Linked DNA regions of Macaca mulatta: region 1 is linked to region 2. Evidence: chromatin contacts called from public Hi-C data. All regions are on one chromosome and are shown on one strand. Each heading gives the region's core, a stretch centred on a gene start, on an enhancer-like site or on the middle of the called end of the contact. The rest is flanking DNA. Distances are from core to core; before and after follow the strand shown. Region 1 holds the start of PSMA1 (proteasome 20S subunit alpha 1). Region 2 holds the start of CYP2R1 (cytochrome P450 family 2 subfamily R member 1).

Region 1 (5,200 bases), core at 2,035-4,534, 330 kb after region 2:
TGTGTATATATATATATGTGTATATATATATATATCTTAAGAGCTGAGGAGCTGAGTATGGTGGCTCACTCCTGTAATTTCAGCACTTTGGGAGGCCAAGGAGGGAGGATCACTTTAAGGTCAGGCATTCATGACTGGCCTGGGCAACATAGTAGAACCGTGTCTCTACAAAAAATTTTAAAATTAGCCAGGTATGGTGGTGTGCACCTGTAGCCCTAGCTACTTGGGAGGCTGAGGCAATAGGATGGCTTGAGCCCAGGAGTTCAAGGTTACAGTGAGCTGTGATCATGCCACTATACTCTAGCCTGGGCTACACAGCTAGACTCTGTCTCTTAAAAAAAAAGTTGTTGTTGTTGTTGCTGTTTTTAAAGATGTATCTTGAGTCAAATCCCCAAAACACACAAAGAGGAGCTGAAAGTCATATAAACCTTTAATAAACCCTTGGGACTTTCAGTTTTAACAAAAAGGTCAACCAAACGCCCCTTCTTTTGGTCTACAAGTAGAGCTTTGATAACAGCCATTCTGAAGAGTCCAGACAATTGCTGTGAATAAAGGATGTATCACAAAGCCCCAGATATTTGCTTAGGAAATAATAATCAGAAGGACAGGTTTTGGAGTGATCTGTCACTCATTCATTCAACAAATGTTTAGTGAGTGCCTACTATATGCCAGGCTTTGTTTCAGGTACTAGGAATATCTCAGTAAATTTTTTAAATGTTTTAAAAAAGTAAAAAAAAAGTTTGGATATTTATGTGATTCCCTGTTGCATACTTACAATGTGTGCTTCAACTTTTATTTAAACTAGATTCAGTGGGTTTCTTTTATTTGTATCCAAAAGGCGCTTTCTATAAAAGTGACACAGTAATAAGAGGTTACCATCCCTAATTGCAGGAAGCTCCTACAAGTCAGTAAGAAAATGATTAACACAATAATATGAGGAAAGGAATGAAGTGGCAATCCACTAAAGTAATATAAACAGCCAATAAATACAACAAAAGATTTTTTTTACTACTAATAAAAAAACTATAAATAAAATTTAAAAAGAAACACATTTTCTCAACTTGATAAAAGTAAAAAGTACTTATAATATCCAGTGTTGGTGAGAATATAGAGAAAATTGACTCTCAGGCAGCGTAGAATATTAAATGGATACAACATTTTTTGCAACTCAGCCATATTTATCATAACTGTAAATGTAAATTCCCTTTGACCTCACAATTATATGAATTCTTCATGAGGGAAGGTAATTATGCACACAATAGGTGTGTATGTACAAGAATATTCATTATAGTATTTTTATGACACCAATAACTTGGAAACAATCTAATTGCACACCAATAGTTAGGCAAATTATTGTATTTCCATAAAATAAAATACTATGCAACTATTGAAAATAATATAGACGATTACTTATGGACATATGATAGCTATAACTTTTTAAGTGTATTAATAAAAACAGTTCAGTATCATCTTATTTTTTTAAATTGTATATTACACATCTGTGTGAGGCATGTGGCTAGAGAGATATATATGGAAAGAACTGTCAAAATGTTTACGTAGTATATGACAATTTATAAATGAGCATTTATTTAATCATTTAGCACTATTTATAAACAATATGTGCCATGCATTGTGCTGGGTTCTGGAGAAACGAAAGAGAACAATCTATTAATTTAATCTGTTAATTTAGTCCACCAAATCAACAGTGTTTTTTAGAAATACGGCAATAACCAGTGTTGATGAATTAGAGGAGGCAACCTCATATACTACTGTTGAGAGTATATGTTGGTAAAACATTTCTGGAGAACAATTTAGTACTTTTTTTTTTTTTTTTTTTTTGAGACTGAGTCTCACTCTGTCGCCCAGGCTGGAGTGCAGTGGCACGATCTCGGCTCACCACAACCTCCGTCTCCCCGATTCAAGCGATTCTCCTGCCTCAGCCTCCTGAGTAGCTGGGACTACAGGCGCACGCCACCACGCCCGGCTAATTTTTGTATTTTTGGTAGAGACGGGGTTTAACCGTGTTGGCCAGGATGGTCCGATCTCCTGACCTCGTGATCCACCCGCCTCTGCCCTCCAAAGTGTTGGGATTACAGGCGTGAGCCACCGCGCCCGGCCTTTTTTTTTTTTTTTTTTTTTTGAAACAGAATCTCTGTCGCCCAGGCAGGCTGGAGTGCAATGGCGCGACCACGGCTCACTACAACCTCGATCTCCCGGGCTTAAGAGATCCTCCCACTTCAGCTTCCCGAGTAACTGGGACCACAGGCGCATGCCAACATGCCCAGCCTTTTTTATTTTAGTATTATTATTATTATTGTAGCGACGAGGTCCCACTGTATTAAAATAATATAGTGATCTCGAACTCCTGGGCTCAAGCGATCCTCCGCCCTCGGCCTCCGATAGTGCTGGGATTACAGGCTACCGCACCCAGTCTCTTTTTTTACAAAGAATGTAAATAGCCGGTGGATGTTAGATTGGCAGCTGTTTGCAAAGATGTCAGACTATTTCATTACGGAAAGATGCTCTCAAAAGACAAAATAGGTAAGTCGAAAGAACGTGTCCATTTTTTCTCAGTGGCCTAATCAGGTATCATGCTTGGTTTTGAGGACACAGAAAGACAGCGCCCTCATGGAGTTCAAAGTCTGGTGGAGGAAACCAATCATAATAATAATGAGGGGTTAAAGACAACAGAGCCTTGAAAGATAACATCTCCAGGGAATAAGGAAGAGCATTCCAAGGTATCTTGCCAAATGGCAAAAACCGCGGTTACTTTTGCACCAACCTTAATACAAATAAAAGCATGTACACAAACAAGATACTCGAGGAAGAATACGGCTGACACACAGAAACGGATCGTTATCTTGGGGCTTTCCTGCAGCCTCGTTTCTTTCAGTCACGTAACACCCCAAAATCTGTGGACGGTGAATGAGAGCTAGTATCACCCGGAGTCACGGCTGTTGCCTCGTAAGACTTTAGATGCAGCCCGCCACCGGGAGAAACTGGAGGGAATCCGCAATACACAGGAACCAAGAAGGGCTACGTGACAGGGGGTCCCCCGCAGCTCTCAGCCGCCGGCACTCCCAGCCCTGGGTTTCCCGCCAATCTCAGTTACTAGATCTTCCCAGGCTCCGCCCGCCGCCGAGCGGTCGGAGAGTTTTAAGGAAGGGGAAGTGTTGCAAGCCTATCGATATCTCTGGAATAGACTGCGCTACCCTGCGCCGCCGCCATCAGACTCCCGCAGACTTCTCTGTAGATCGCTGAGCGATACTTTCGGCAGCACCTCCTTGATTCTCAGTTTTGCTGGAGGCCGCAACCAGGCCCGCGCCGCCAACATGGTACGTTGAATCCCGACCTCTGGAAGGTTTAGGGCAGAGCTCCGGTGACTCGGGGATGACGAGCCACCTCTCCTGTCATCCTTAGCGCCGCCCGGGGCCACGAGGTATGGGAGCCTCGGCAGACGGCCGGGCTCCGGCAGTGATTCAGCATCTCCGGCCTGGCCGGGTTAGGGGCTGTCGGTAGCCAGTGCGGCCTTTCCACCGCTTTCGCTTCCCGGGGAGCCTCCGACACTTCCTCCTCTGTCAGCTAGATGAGTTCGCCCCTCAGGTTCCTTCAGTGGAGTAGATTCTGAGCGGTCCAGAATAGCCCCTAGTGCTGTGTATGGGAGAGGAGAAGACAGAGACTTGGAGGCCTACCTGTACCACCAGTGCGGACTTGACCCCCAGGTTTGTGTTCCTGGACCGCGTCCGTTTTCCTGGTGGGTCCGTCTGATTTATCTCTCCCCTAGACTTCGGTTAGAAGAGGCCCTTTTCAATAATTTTGTCCAGTCACCTATTTACAGATGAGTAAGCCGAGGCTGAGAAGGGAAGTGATGGAATCTGGGTTACAACATAGGGTTCTGGGTTTCCAGTGCTGTGCTCGCACTCAATCTCACTCCCGTGATTAGTCTCCCCAGCACTGCTAGACTTATTATAATAGTCATAATAGCCGTAATGGTTCTATCGCTGCAGCTGTTTGTGTCCACCTCTAACTTTCTGAGGACATTTTTGTTCATTCAATATGAATATACAGACAGAGCATTTGTACAAGCATAACTACAGTGAACGTTCAAAAGTCATACATGTCCCTAATCATAAAAGCAGAAAGGGACGTTTAGATAAAGAACTGTGGGAGTATGTGTTAGGGGGATTTGGGAAGAAAAGCTAATCATAAAAACAGAAAGGGACGTTTAGATAAAGAACTGTGGGAGTATGTGTTAGGGGGATTTGGGAAGAAAAGGAGAAGACTTCCAGAAATCGACATTTAAGCTAACTTAAAGAAGAGAAAGGCTTTTAACCATTTATTAGGTCCCAATAAAAGGGAGCAGCATAAGCAAAAATAGGCAAGAAAGTTGATTGTGAACTTTAGTAATTGAGCCTAAAGGGATTGCTATGAAGGGTTTTAGAATAAGAGGTTGGAAAAATAGGACCCATTTAGATCTGCTTCTCCCTCTCCCACCAGTTTATGGTAAATGTAGAATTGGCTTACGTCTGAGTACAGTAGTAATCTTCCAGTAAGATTGCATGAACAGAGTGCCTTAACATTGAATGGAAACACAAGCATATTTCTTAATGAATGTTAGAGTTGGGATTTGAAATGTTCTTCTATTAACAGGTCTTTTTTTCTTTTACTTTTAGTTTCGAAATCAGTACGACAATGATGTCACTGTTTGGAGCCCGCAGGTAAAATAATGTTTTTTAAACTATTTCTGTGAAATGGCTTTTTGTGGCTGCAATATATTTAGAAGCTTGTGAGAGCATAGGCTTGGGGAAAATGGAATATAATATTTTAGTCGTTCTTGGAAGTTGCATTTATAATTAAAATAGGTCTCCTAATGGACCTAGAGGACATTATGTTAAGTGAAATAAGCCAGAAACAGAAAGAAAAATATTTCATGCTCTCACTTATATGTGGAATGTTTTGTTTAAAAGAGCAAATATATAGAGAGAGAGAATAAAACAGTGGTTACCAGGGTAGGGAATAGCAGTGGGGAGGAAAAAAGAGGAGATACAAAGTATCAAATATGTAGGTTGAGCAAGTGGAAGGATCTAAGGTACAACATGAAGACTACAGCTAATAATGCAGGTAGTGTTTTGTATTCAGGATTTTTGCTAAGTGAGTAGTTGATAGCTCTTGCCACAGCAGAGGAAAATGGGTAAGTATG
Region 2 (5,216 bases), core at 2,386-4,885:
CCATGTCATCATATCTCCCATTAGGCCTTGACTGTAAATGTGGGATTAAATTCATTCATGTATAAGCATTTTTAGGAACTTTCTATTACTGTACTCTCCTGACACCAGATTTTGCATTTTCCAACTAGCCTGTTATAGGGAATGTTCCATTCGTATCATTTAATTTGTAAAGACTGAACTTCAGGCAAGTGGGGTGGGGAGGACTTTTTAAAGTGGTCACAGGGAGACTTTCATAAGGTTCCTAATCTCACCCAGAAGTGCTACTGGTCTGCCAGCCCCACCTCAGTGCCTGGCTCCCAAGAGCATAATGAATATCCAAGTGCACAAACTCAGTTTCTACACACCATTTTGTAATCAAAGTCTTCATTTGGGTACCCTACCTCTGAGCACAAGGACTAGGATAAGGCAAGTGAGGAATTCACCTTGGGAACAGAATTTAAGAGGGCTCCAAGAAGCTCAGAATCAAGATAACACTTTAATGCAACACTTTAAAATCAAAATTGAGGCAAAAACCCATTATGAACAAGACATCAAATTTTTAATAAGGCAGGATAAGTATTATTGACTTTTTTCTTTTAGCTCAGGCTCCAATATGGCTCAGCTTGGTACTTCCTCTGACTCTCACTTCCTTCAATTCTGATGAAACACACTGAGAGTGCACATAATGGAACGTGCAAAGGAGGCACATTTGCGCTGATTGCATCACTCTGTGTTGGGAGCTCTCTGGGACAACACTGATGGCCCAGGCCAGGGCTGCAGCCTTTCAAGAACAGAAAGGGACCCCAGGAGATACTGCCCCTCAGGATGAGTCCTGGAGCTTTGGTTCAGTTCCCAAAGGCCCAGAAAGAGGTTCTGATTCTGGCACAGCACTGCTGTTCTCTGTTAAAACCATTACTGTTCTACACATATAAATGGCAAAGCCCTATACAGGGTGTTCACCCATTCCACCTCGAGTACTGAAGATGAGATCTCAGCCATGAAACAGTGAAATACTTAACTTCCTGCTCCCCTAAACCTTCCTGTCATGATAAAAGCCATAGACAAACATTATTGATTGTTTGCTATCACTCAAAGAGCAAATGCAAAGAGGGGGAATAAGGGAGAGATTTATCTTTGTTGAGCTGAAAGAACATGATAAACTGTTACAGGGAAGGCTCTGTGTCCTGAAAGACTTACAGTTATTCCTGAGAATCCCCCACCTATTATCCCTCAAGGAGCGCTGGGGTGGGGTGGGGCGGGGAACATTTCATCAGTGCTGTCAGTCAGACATGGCTGCCTCGGGGTAACTCAGCTCTCCTCTGCTACAGTAGCCAGGGAAAGAATGCCAAAGAAGTAATGCTCCTTAATTTAAGTGAATTGGAGGATATTTTTGTAATGAAAATTAATCCTTTCTGAAAATAAATGATGGCAGGGGGCCCACTCCTGAACCAAGTACCTGTACTGTATAACGGCTGTGGCCAGACCAAAATCTGTAAGCCTCCTGGTGCTGCAAAGGCAGGGTTGATCTGAGGCATCCCATAGGTGATCTTCCCCAGCTCCTGGTGCCTCAGCAGCATTGCCTCCCACCCACAGTCCCAATATCCATCCTGTGTCATCTCCACTGGCCTTTGGTAAGAAATTAGAGACCAAGTTTAGTAACGATCTCTCACAATTATTTTTTCATTTTATTAGATTATTGATTGATAAGAATTTTAAGGAATCTCTTAATAGGCATTTGTAATAGGCAGTAGGTAGATATTCTGTGGCTGGAGATCCTGTGACACATGCCCTGCGGGGGTAACTTCAGCCCCTGGGGATGGTCACAAGTCAGTTAAACAGAAAAACTAAAAGCCCTGACTAACTTGCTGACTTCCGCAGTGTCCTTGCATGGGAGATGTAGAGAAATTGGAAACACTCTCAGAGGACAAGGTTTGCTTAGTACATGATGCCTTTGCCCTTGATATTTCCTCTGTTTGGAATATTTTCCCCTATATCTGCCTCAAATTTCCCTTCTATAGTAGGCAGAATAATGCTCCCCTCCCCCCATATGTCCACATACTAATCCCTAGAACTGTGAATATGTTAGGTTTCATGGCAAGAAGAATTAAGGTTGCAGATGGAATTAAAGGGCTAATCAGCTGACCCTGAGTCGGGGATTATCCAGGTGGGCCCAATATCATCACAATGATCCTTATAAGTAGATCGTTGAGACAGCCATGTTGGAAGGATCTGAACTGACATTAATTGCCTTGAAGAGGAAGGAATGGGGATGAAAGTCAAGGAATGTGGGCAGCCTCTAGAAGCTGAAAAAGACAAGGAAATAGAATCTCTCCTACAGTCTCTAGAAGGAATGAAGTCCCACTAACACCTCTCTGTCAGCCCAGGAAGACTCACTTTGGACTTCATACCTCAAAAACTGTAAGAAAATAAATTTGTGTGGTTTTTAAGCCATCAAATTGGGGGTAATTTGTTACAACAGTGGTAGGAAACAAATACACCTCTTTAGCAGTTGATCTCAGCTCCAACGTCATCTTCCTAATAAGACTTTCCTTGACAGCCCTTGCTTGCTAAAATATCTCCCAAACCACCAGGCATTTTCTATAACGCACTTTTTGTTTGCTGATGATTATCTAAATTTATTGTATTTCCATTTTATTGCTCTTCCCTCTCATAAGAATGTAAGTTCTAGAAAGGGTGGGATTTTGTTGCTCTTATTCACCTATGTATCTCCATCGCTTAGGACATGGGAACATAGTAGACATTCAATTAATATTTGCTGTGTGAATGAGCCGTAAGGTAACGAGGACCATAAAACTCATGCCCTTCTAAATCACAATTAGAGGGCAGCTGTTAGAAGAGTCCCAAACCCAGTAAGTCCTGTGTTGCAAGGAACTGTCCAGTAGAAAACAGGAATAAAAACAGAATTAGCAAGAATAATATGAAATCAGTTGCTTAATTCCAGGCAGTGGAGGCAGAAATCTTGAATAGTAAATACTCTCCGTGAACAAGTGCAGACAAGAGTTCCGTGATTGCCAGTAAGTAATCAGTTTGGAAAGACCAGAGAGGGGTCAAATATAGGTAAACTGAGTTAATCACATAAACTGCTCAATCATCACAATTCTTAAAAGATCACACACAAAAATACATTAACAGGAGAAAAATAGTAAAACAGGACAAAACAGTAAAATTACTTTCTTTTACTACTGATGGGTCAGTTTTCTACTGGAAATTCTTAAAAGTATCAGGTTCAGCTAAAGACTACAGTGTTGATCACCTCTCCAGTTTTCCTAGTCTGAAATGAAATAAGCAGACCTGGTACTTAAAAAGACACTTTAAGAAAGAGCTGGCCCCAGAGAGGCAGGATCCGCCTACCCCAGTGAGTGAGGCCGTCCTGACACCTGGTCAACATTCTGGTGTCAACATTCTGGAAAACGGCCTCCAGGCTCATTGCTCCGCCTAGAGCCGCGCCACCTCCAAAGGGTAGCACCGGCTACCCGCTCCGCAGAGCCGACTCCAAGCCGCGCAGAGCTGGAGGGTCGTCGTCCCGAGGGGACCTGAGCGCTCACTCAGTCAGCCAATGGCCACGGAGCTAGGGCGGGACCTGAGAGTATCCTGCCAATGGGAGTACGGCAGGGCTGGAGGCTGGAGTGCCAGGGACTCAGGGCGGCCGTGGCGTTCGCACCCCCAGCTCGGGCAGATGTGGAAACTTTGGGGAGGTGAAGAGGGCGCAGCGGCGCTCGGCGGCGCGCTCTTCTTGCTGCTTTTCGCGCTGGGGGTCCGCCAGCTGCTGAAGCTGAGGAGGCCGATGGGCTTCCCTCCGGGGCCGCCGGGGCTGCCATTTATCGGCAACATCTATTCCCTGGCCGCCTCAGCCGAGCTTCCCCATGTCTACATGAGAAAGCAGAGCCAGGTGTACGGAGAGGTACCGCTCCGACGGGTCCCGGGCAGGGAGGGCCGCCAAACTGGCCCGGGCTGGCCAGGGCCTTCCTGGTTGGACTTATGGCCGCTCGTGAGCCGAGTAATAGGGACCTCTCCATATGCCGGCTGCCCGTTGAGGGACATCCGTTTCCATGCTGTGGAAGGGAGAAGTCCTCGACGCCGTGCCCCCTGCAAGGGGAGCCCCGCCCCTGCCGGTGACCCACTCCGGGCCGAGGCCCCGAGGCGATCCAGGCCTGATTTTCCCGCTACCGCTCGAGTTCTTGCTCCTGCGCCTGCGCCGTTTGGCTCGCCGGCTGCGGAGCCACTTCAGGTCCAGGTTGGACCCCTGCCCTCAGGGCGGGCGTCTTGCGAGTCGGCCTCGCAGCTCTGTGGAAGCTGCACGCGGCTTGTCGGAAAATTAAGGCGTTCTAAATTCTAGATGGTTAATAACAGGTTCTTCGGTGTTTGCAGTCGATGAACTACTGGTGTAGGCGTTTGCTGTGAGAATGGAGAACGCAGGGGAACGCCCCTAACTGAGAAGCTGGCCCTGGGAAATGATTGTGAACGCGTGAATGAATTGATGACTAAAATCCGCTGCGGGGGTCCCACAGCACAGATGGCAATGCCGTTCTGACTGGCTGGGAACGGCCCCTTAGCAGATACTTAAAAGGCGCCTTCTGTGTGCCACTGTCACTGCCAACTTGGTGACTCATTTAAAACTCACAACCAGCCGGTGAGGTCGGTACTTAGCTCCTCCTCAATCTGCGGAGGAGAAAGCAGCACGGAAATGCCTTGTGACTGGCAGCGGAAAAGGCGACCCCCGCATGTGTGTGGGTGTCCTGAAGTCCGGAGGGGGCAGGAGTTTCCACGGGGCCTGACCAGAGCTTTACCTGTTTTGTTTTGAATTACACTTATTTATATGCAACTACAGGCCTGACGCTAGCGGTGAAAAAGGCAGATACAGCCTTTTAAGGAGTTGGCAGATGAGTGGGAGAGAAAACTAATCTCTTTATCGACCACAGGCTGTGGTCAGTGTTTTGAAGGAAAAGTACAGGGATGTTTGGCAACTGTGGTATTTCAGGTTTGACCTTAAATCCTTACTTAAACCAATTTTTACAAGAATTGGGCTAGGTGCCCGGGCGCAGTGGCTCACGCCTGTAATACCAGCACTTTGGGAGGCCCAGGCATGCGGATCACGAAGTCAGCAGATCAAGACCACCCTGGCTAACACGGTGGAACCCCGTCCCTACTAAAAAAATACAAAAAATTAGCCGGGCGTAGTGGGGGCGCCTGTAGTCCCAGGTGCTCGGGAGGTTGAG

What was found. A called contact is a pair of places that touch in the nucleus more often than the background predicts.
Region 1: a contact with region 2 is called in a Hi-C map of cortical neurons, with 6 times the contacts expected there. The contact joins the promoter of PSMA1 here to the promoter of CYP2R1 in region 2. A contact is called at or near these places in 4 of 14 Hi-C or Micro-C datasets (blood, cortical neurons, fetal cortex germinal zone and 1 more).

What each region holds. Positions count from the first base shown.
Region 1 is chr14:50,926,407-50,931,606 of T2T-MMU8v2.0, forward strand. PSMA1 (proteasome 20S subunit alpha 1) reads left to right here and starts at 3,285. Exons shown (of 10, transcript NM_001261021.1): 1 at 3,285-3,335; 2 at 4,674-4,718. The coding sequence starts at 3,333.
Region 2 is chr14:50,592,838-50,598,053 of T2T-MMU8v2.0, forward strand. It overlaps CYP2R1 (cytochrome P450 family 2 subfamily R member 1), which reads left to right and starts at 3,636. Exons shown (of 5, transcript NM_001193958.1): 1 at 3,636-3,901. The coding sequence starts at 3,677.